Regions from separate parts of the Capra hircus genome. Here region 2 is linked to region 1. Evidence: chromatin contacts called from public Hi-C data. All regions are on one chromosome and are shown on one strand. Each heading gives the region's core, a stretch centred on a gene start, on an enhancer-like site or on the middle of the called end of the contact. The rest is flanking DNA. Distances are from core to core; before and after follow the strand shown. Region 1 holds the start of ELANE (neutrophil elastase). Region 2 has its middle 18 kb from the start of MISP.

The links. Hi-C and Micro-C count contacts between places; a contact is called where the count stands out from the background.
Region 2: a Hi-C map of blood shows a contact between it and region 1, with 2.9 times the contacts expected there. The contact joins the enhancer-like site here to the promoter of ELANE in region 1. A contact is called at or near these places in 3 of 5 Hi-C or Micro-C datasets (all in blood).

The regions. Positions count from the first base shown.
Region 1 is chr7:67,069,580-67,073,175 of ARS1.2, forward strand. It overlaps ELANE (neutrophil elastase), which reads right to left and starts at 2,013. Exons shown (of 5, transcript XM_018050498.1): 1 at 1,900-2,013; 2 at 1,435-1,591; 3 at 1,109-1,250; 4 at 65-295. The coding sequence starts at 1,966.
Region 2 is chr7:67,136,819-67,140,531 of ARS1.2, forward strand. No RefSeq gene overlaps it. Among named protein-coding and RNA genes, the nearest start is that of MISP, 18 kb to the right of the region's middle. Within about 2 kb of position 1,828, at least 1 of the 5 cell types and tissues checked has an H3K27ac peak or open chromatin away from gene starts, as enhancers often do.

The DNA of each region.
Region 1 (3,596 bases), core at 763-3,262:
GAGGTCTGGCTGCAGCAGCCTGGGAGGGGGTGGGGTGGGGTCTGGGGGCACCCAGGGTACTTACAAAGCAGATGCCAGCACGCCGGCGTGGCACCAGGGTGCACACATTGGTGGGGCGGCAGAGACCAGTCACCACGGTCACGTTGAGCTGCTGCAGGATTTGGGGCGGTGGCCGGTTCGTGCCCAGCCGGCCCCAGCCCATGGCCACGCACTGCACACCTTCGCCCACGCCCTGGTCCTGGGCAGGCAACTGGGCCACCTGCACGTTGGCGTTGAGGGTGGCCATCCTGTTGAGCTGCAGAGGAGGGTGGTGGGGTATGAAGCAGTCACGGGGGAGGGGTGGCGAGCCACGGCTGTGACTCTGGGGCCAGGTTCCCCCGCTGAGGCTCTACCATTGTCCTGGGGTGTTTAAGAGCAGGACGCGCACCCTCTTCATGCCTCCCATCGAGCCTCACTTTCCCCGTCTGTAAAGTGGAAGGAACCACTATGGCTGAGGCCACGTCTCTGGACATGTCTTTTATATTTATTTATTTGTTTGTTTGGCTGCATGGGGTCTTAGTTGCAGCATGTGGGATCTAGTTTCCCAACCAGGGATTGAACCTGGGTCCCCTGAATTTGGGAGTGCAGAGTCTTAGCCCCTGGACCACCAGGGAAGTCCCTGAATGTGTCTTGAGTGCAGTAAACAGTAGGTGTCCAACAGAACAAACCGTGGGCTACACCAACGACCATAAAGCCCTTGTTCTAGAACATTCTCAGAGAATAATCATAGCTGTGCAAGCAGAGGGGAAAGGTAGGTTTCTGCCTCCAGACTCCCACCCGCCGAATGTAGGTAATTTTGCCCCATTTCCCAAAGAGGGAGGCCGTCAGTGCCCACTGCCAGGAAAGTCAGCTGCTCAGAACTTCTGGCTGTCTTATCTAATCTCTGGCAGCGCTGCGGGGTGCGGGGGTGTACTTCTCCATTTCACAGCGGGGTGACTGAAGCACCAGGATTAGGGGGGACATCAGGTCTGCCCCCGCCCGCCGCACCCCCCCAGTCTCCTGCCCCTCCCCCCCTCCCCAAGCCCCTCAGGACGCTGCACCTGCCCTGCCCGCCCCGCCCCCCGCGCACCTGGAGAACCACGACGTCGTTCTGCAGGCTCAAGGGGTCGAAGCCGTTTTCAAAGACCCTCTGGACCCTGAACATCTGCCGGGTTCGCTCCCGCCGCCGCAGATTATGCGCCCCCAGCACCACGCGCACCGATCGAAAGTTCCTGGGGTCGCGGGCGGACAGGAGGTGATGGGGGGGTCCCCGGGATCGGAAGCGGCGGAGAGACCCCGATGGGGCGCAGGGGGACCCTGCAAACCCTCGCGCTTTTGCCGGAAGCCCCCACCCTGGGCCGGCCCCACGCCCCTCGCGCCGGGACTCTCGATGTGTGCGCCCGCGGAGACACTCACACGCCGTTCAGACAATGCGCTGCCGACAGCACGAAGTTGCGCGCGATGAGGGTGGCGCCGCAGAAGTGGCCTCCGCGCAGCTGCAGCGAAGCTATGAAGGGCCAGGCGTGCGGCCGGGCCGCCCGGCCCCCCACTATCTCCGAGGCCAGCGCGGGGCCTGGGGGCAAGGGCGGGGGTGGGGCGGTAAGCAGAGGAGGAACCCCCGACCCCTGGAACCCCCAGCAGGACCCCGCAGGGTTGGGCTCTTCTATTGCTTGTCACCCAGAGAGGGGAGGGGGCGTGTACGGTCCTCCTGCCCCGGCGCAGCCAGACCTGAAGTCCCCACAGGGTGCAGGGTGTACCCCCCTTCACCCTCACCACTCAGAACCTCAGTCTCCTCATCCCATGAGGATGGGGGGTGCAGCAGGGTCCAGGGTGAGTGGAGAGGGGGAGCAGAAGACCAGGTACAGACTCGACCCCACTCACCCCCCAGCAGCAGGGCCAGCAGGATGGGGGCCAGGGCAGGGCTGAAGTGTCTGCAGCTTTGGGTCATGGTCGGTTGGGGGCTCCAGGGTTTCTGCCCTCTGTGCCCACCTGTCCCTCTTATAGTCCCCACGCCGAGAGGCAGTTGCAGTTGCCCCACGGCGGGGCCAGGTGCCCCTACTTCCTCTCCCCATCCAGGGGATGGGGGACCGCCGACTGGGTGATGGGAAGAACAGTTGGGGAAGGAACTGTGCAAGTGACCAGGAGGGTCACCAGTTCAAACTCAGGGTGCATGATTAAACCCTAATGTCAGATAGACATCTTTTTAACATAAGTGTATCCCACATATAAGCATGGGATGTAGTTATGAACAAAGTTTATCCAACATTCAAAGTTAGCAGGGTGTCCTGTGTAAGTGAAGTGAAAGTTAGTCGCACAGTTGTGTCCGGCTCTGCAATCCCATGAACTATAGCCCCCCAGGCTCCTCTGTCCCTGGAATTTTCCAGGCAATAATCCTGGAGAGGGTTGCCATTTCCTTCTCCAGGGGATCTTCCTGACTCAGGGATCGAACCTGGGTCTCCTGCACTGCAGGCAAATTCTTTACCACCTGAGCCACTAGGGAAGCCAATATTCCTTACATGTAGTTATGTACAAAGTTAGTTTATCTGACATTCAGAGTTAGCAGGACATCCTGTATTTTTGCTAAATGTGGTCATACATGCATGCATGCTAAGTTGCTCAGTTGTGTCCAACTCTTGGCGACCCCATGGACTGTAGCCTGCCCAGCTCCTCTGTCCATGGGATTCTCCAGGCAAGAATACTGGTCACTCTGGCCCAGAGGAATTGTTTGGGATGCCACGTGCCTCAGTTTCACCAGGGCTCCCTGATAACAGCAATCATGTGCACCCAGCTCTGTCCTAATATTTTGCAGGCATGGCAGGGTCTCCATATCAGCCACCTGCCCAGTTGACATGGTTGGGGGACCTGGGCTTTGAATCCAAAATTCACAGCTAGAGGAGGGCTTGCTGACTTCCTTGGCTTTGAATGTCCCTCTGGGAGCCTGGACTTCCAACCTGTCTTTGGTTGCTCCTTCTAACAAGGAACTCACTCCTACCCAGGATTCAGTCAGTCTCTGGGGGCCCTCCGAGGTTCTGGGAAGGAGCCTCTCCCAAACCATCCCACCCTTGCCCCTCTGAACTCTGAAACCCCTTCCAGCCGGAGCCAGAGGAGAGAATTCCCTCCTGGGCCTGGAGGATGGACCATGGATCTCCATCCAAGTTTGAGAGCTTTGGTATGGACCTTGGAAGAGCTCAAGCTGGATGAGGGAGATAGGGTCCCCCAGGGCCAATCCCCAGCCCCATGGCGCCCGTTCTCCTCCCCCCACCCAACTCCCAACCCCAGCTGCTCCAGCTGCAACGGCCGTAGCCAAGGCTGTCGCAAGAAGCAACGTTCTCCTGGCTTGGAGCAAGGCTTGGGGCGGGAACTAACGGATCCATCTGAGGAAGAGGTGGGCGGGGGCACCCAGGGACACCCAGAGCCCAGCTGGGATGGGAGTCCAGTTTGTCCCTGGGTCCCCTCACCTCTGGTGTGTGGCCATAGGCAAGTCAACCCCCATCTCTTCCCTCTTGGCAGGCTCCCCACTTTGTTGAGTTAAAGCTACCATAGAGCACTTGGTAAGCACCTGCTGTATACATAACCCA
Region 2 (3,713 bases), core at 578-3,077, 67 kb after region 1:
ACCAGAGATTGAACCCGTGTCCCCAGCGGATTCTTAACCCTGGACCACCAGGTAAGTCCCACACATGATAACTTGTACCATTTTACAGATGAGGAATCTGCAGCTCAGAATAGCTGAGCCACACAGCTAGGGCAACTCCAGACCCCCAGGCCTCTGCCTCTCCATGGCTGTGTTAATTCCTGCCTCGTCCACTAGACACTGGATACAGGGCTGGATGATGGTATGGCCCATATGAGGAGACTGAGGGTAAGAGAATAGACCAGGCCGGGGGACCCACAGTCAGTCAGGGGCAGGAAGAGTCTTCATCAGTTCAAAGCCACCTCCTGAGCCATTTGCCTCCCTTGGTGGGTGCTTTGTTTTATAAGAAGCTCCCAGTGGAGAAATCAAACACTTGTCCATGGCAGGTGGGATGTAAAACGGTACAGCTGCAGTGGAAAATAGTCCATAGTTCCTCAAAAAGTTAAAAAAAAAACAACGTACCTTATGATTTAGCAGTTCTACTTCTAGGTATATGTCTAAAGGAAACGAAACACCGAGAGCTGGGCCTTGTATCCCACAAAGCCGTGCCCAGATCCCCTGAAGTCCTTCGAAAGGGCTGACTGGCATCTGCCAACATCCTGGGTGTTAATTTCAGCAGCAAAGCCCCCAGAGCCTTGGTGACACTGTCACACCAGGACCACCCGCCCACTCTTCAAAGGAGGAAACTGAGGCTCAGAGTGGGTGAGCTGCTGCTGCTGCTAGGTTGCTTCAGTTGTGTCCAACTCTGTGTGACCCCATAGACGGCAGCCCACCAGGCTCCCCCGTCCCTGGAATTCTCCAGGCAAGAACACTGGAGTGGGTTGCCATTTTCTTTTCCAATGCATAAAAGTGAGAAGTGAAAGTGAGGTCGTGTCTGACTCTTAGGGACCCCATGGACTGCAGCCTACCAGGCTCCTCCATCCATGGGATTTTCCAGGCAAGAGTATTGGAGTGGGGTGCCATTGCCTTCTCTAGTGGGTCAGCAAGGGGCCCAAAGAGACCAGCTTAGCTGGAGGGAATCTAGGCTGAAGCTCACGCCTGGGGGTCACGGGTCAGAGCTCCTCTTTCCTCGCAGCTTCCAGAGCCACCCGAGTCTGTGCCTGGAACCAGTACTGGTCACCTGGACTCCGTCAGGACTGGCCCCAGGGGCTTATGCCACTGGTGGCCCCACTGTCCAGCCTCCACCTCCCCCGCAGTTCCCCCCACCCGGGTAAACAGGCAGGGGGACACCAAGCTAGGCGACACCCCAGGAAGCCCTATCCTCCAGGGTTTCAGCCGGTGGACACTTATTCAGCACCGTGTGCCAGGCCCCCGGGATGGGCTCTCCACCAGGTGGCTGCATCCTGCCCCATGAGGTTGGCGTGCAGGGGGCCTGCGCCCTGAGAGGGGCTCAACCCTGCCCCACCTTCGGCCAGTGACCGCCGGACACGCCCCCAGGGGCCGCGCAGGCTGACACCCAGGCTGCACGCCGGGTCCTGCCGGCTTCCCTCTGCGCCTGGGCATACTAGCCTGTTCCCGCCTCACAAGCTCAGGTTGTTCAGTAAGTTCAGTCGCTCAGTACATACAGAGCAAATACCACATGGCGGGGAGGAGCATTTGAGGACGCGCATACCTGTTGGAGGTCCTGACACCTGCAAAGGCGCCAGGGTAGGTGTGTTGGAAGAGGAGCAAGGAGATCCAAGTGGGTAGAGGGCGGAGCAGGCTATGAGGGCCCCGGGGCGCGGAAGGCTGGACTCCCACCCCCAGGGACGCGGGAGCCCCCAGGTCGCGGGGCAGAGTAGGGACGCGCCCGGCCTGCTGCTCACGCGCCCTCTGGGGGCTACAGGGAGAACAGACAGCGGAGAGGACTGCGGGGGGTCCCAGAGGGGTGGGGTGGGGTCGGGTGAAGAATGATGGACGGATGATGCGGGGATGGTGGGAGGGGTGCCGGGATCCAGCCTGGGTGGGGGTCGTAGGGGGCGAGCAGGGGTGCGTTCTGTTTCCAAGGACTATAAAGACCACGATGATTTAGAAGGGTTTCCCTAAGCACACACAAAGGTGAGCTGCTATGATTTCTTGTTGCTGGTCTGACAGCACTTGGAGGCTTGCATGAATGAAGGAAGGAAGGACTTGGAGACAGTGCTGTCAGTGGACTTTGGCCTCTGGCCACTGGGAGCCCCAGAAGGTTGTGGAGAGAGAGCAGAGTGCACGAGGTCTCTCTCCAAAGCTCCCCGCCACGCCCTACTCTGCCTCCCTCCGAATCCTGCGTGACAAAGTGCGCACGGTGGGCACCTGTCCAGCGAGCCCCCCAAATATTACCTCAAGGTGTCTAGAATTCTCTGGAGACGCCAGAGGCTCTTTGCCAAATGGACTTTCTATCCAGACACTGCAGGTCCCCAGCAGGAAACCAAGGAAGGAAATGCAATTTGCAGGGGCAAGACTGTGGACAAAAGCATAAATTCTGTTTGGAGTAGAAATGAAACTTACGTATTTAAGCCTAAAATAATGGCATTTTAATATACCTACCTTTCTTCTTTTTTTTGGGGGGGGAGCTTTTTTTCAACTACTTTGTTCTGGGAAAAATTAATAGATTTTTTAAATACATAAAATCACATCTAGAAGGCAAATAGTTTCCTCTAACATCGCTCAGTGCTGCTGCCTCCACTCTGCCCTACTCCTTCTTACCTTCACCAGCCTAGGGGGTTCTCTGGGTTGTGGTGGAGAATAGGGACAGGGTGGGTGTGGTGGTGGGGATGCTGCATTTTCTCCAGTCTGGGCCCTCAAGATGTTCTGGGAAAACGCCAGTCAATTTGAGGAGTAGGGAGGCAGCTTTCTCATGCTGGATGAGAACTGGTGCTGCTTGTTCAGTCGCTCAGTTGTGTCTGACCTCATTGACTGTAGCACTCCAGGCTTCCCTGTCCATCACCAACTCCCAGAGCTTGCTCAAACTCACATCCATTGGCTCGGTGATGCCATCCAACCATCTTATTCTCTGTCACCCCCTCTCTTCCTGCCTTCAATCTTTCCCAGCATCAGGGTCTTTTCCAATGAGTCGTGGTCAAAATATTGGAACTTCTACTTGAGCATCATCAGTCCTTCCAGTGAATATTCAGGGTTCATTTGATTTAGGTGCTACTTAGTTAATGTTTTGCTGCCCTCTGGTGGTAGCATACATTTGCTCCCTTCAGCCTCGATCCTGGAAGTTGCATCTGAGTCCCTGATTGGTGAGGATTCCTTTATTTACTTGGTCAGTAGCAACAAGAGCCAGCATTTATGCAGCCCTGATTGTGTGTCAGCTGCCTGGTAACCCTCATAACCACCCACCTATGGAGGGGTCAGCAAGACTACTTCTTGAAAGCATTAGTCGTTCAGTTGTGTCCGACTCTCTGTGACCTACCAGGCTCCTTTGTCCATGGGATTCTCCAGGCAAGAATACTGAAGTGGGTTGCCATTCCCTTCTCCAGGGGATCCTCCCAACCCAGGGATCAAACCCAGGTCTCCCACATTGGCAGGCAGATTCTTTACTATCTGAGGCACCAGGGTCTCCTTATAGATGAGGAAACTGAGGCTGGCAGAGCTGGGTCTTGAATCTGGGGCTCTCAGAGGTGAAGAAGAATACCCTGTTTGGGGGCTGGAACCAGCTGAGCCTGCAGCTGTCATACTTTGACTATTCATTTATGTGAACCAGTAAATCCCAGTATCACCAAAGCCCATTT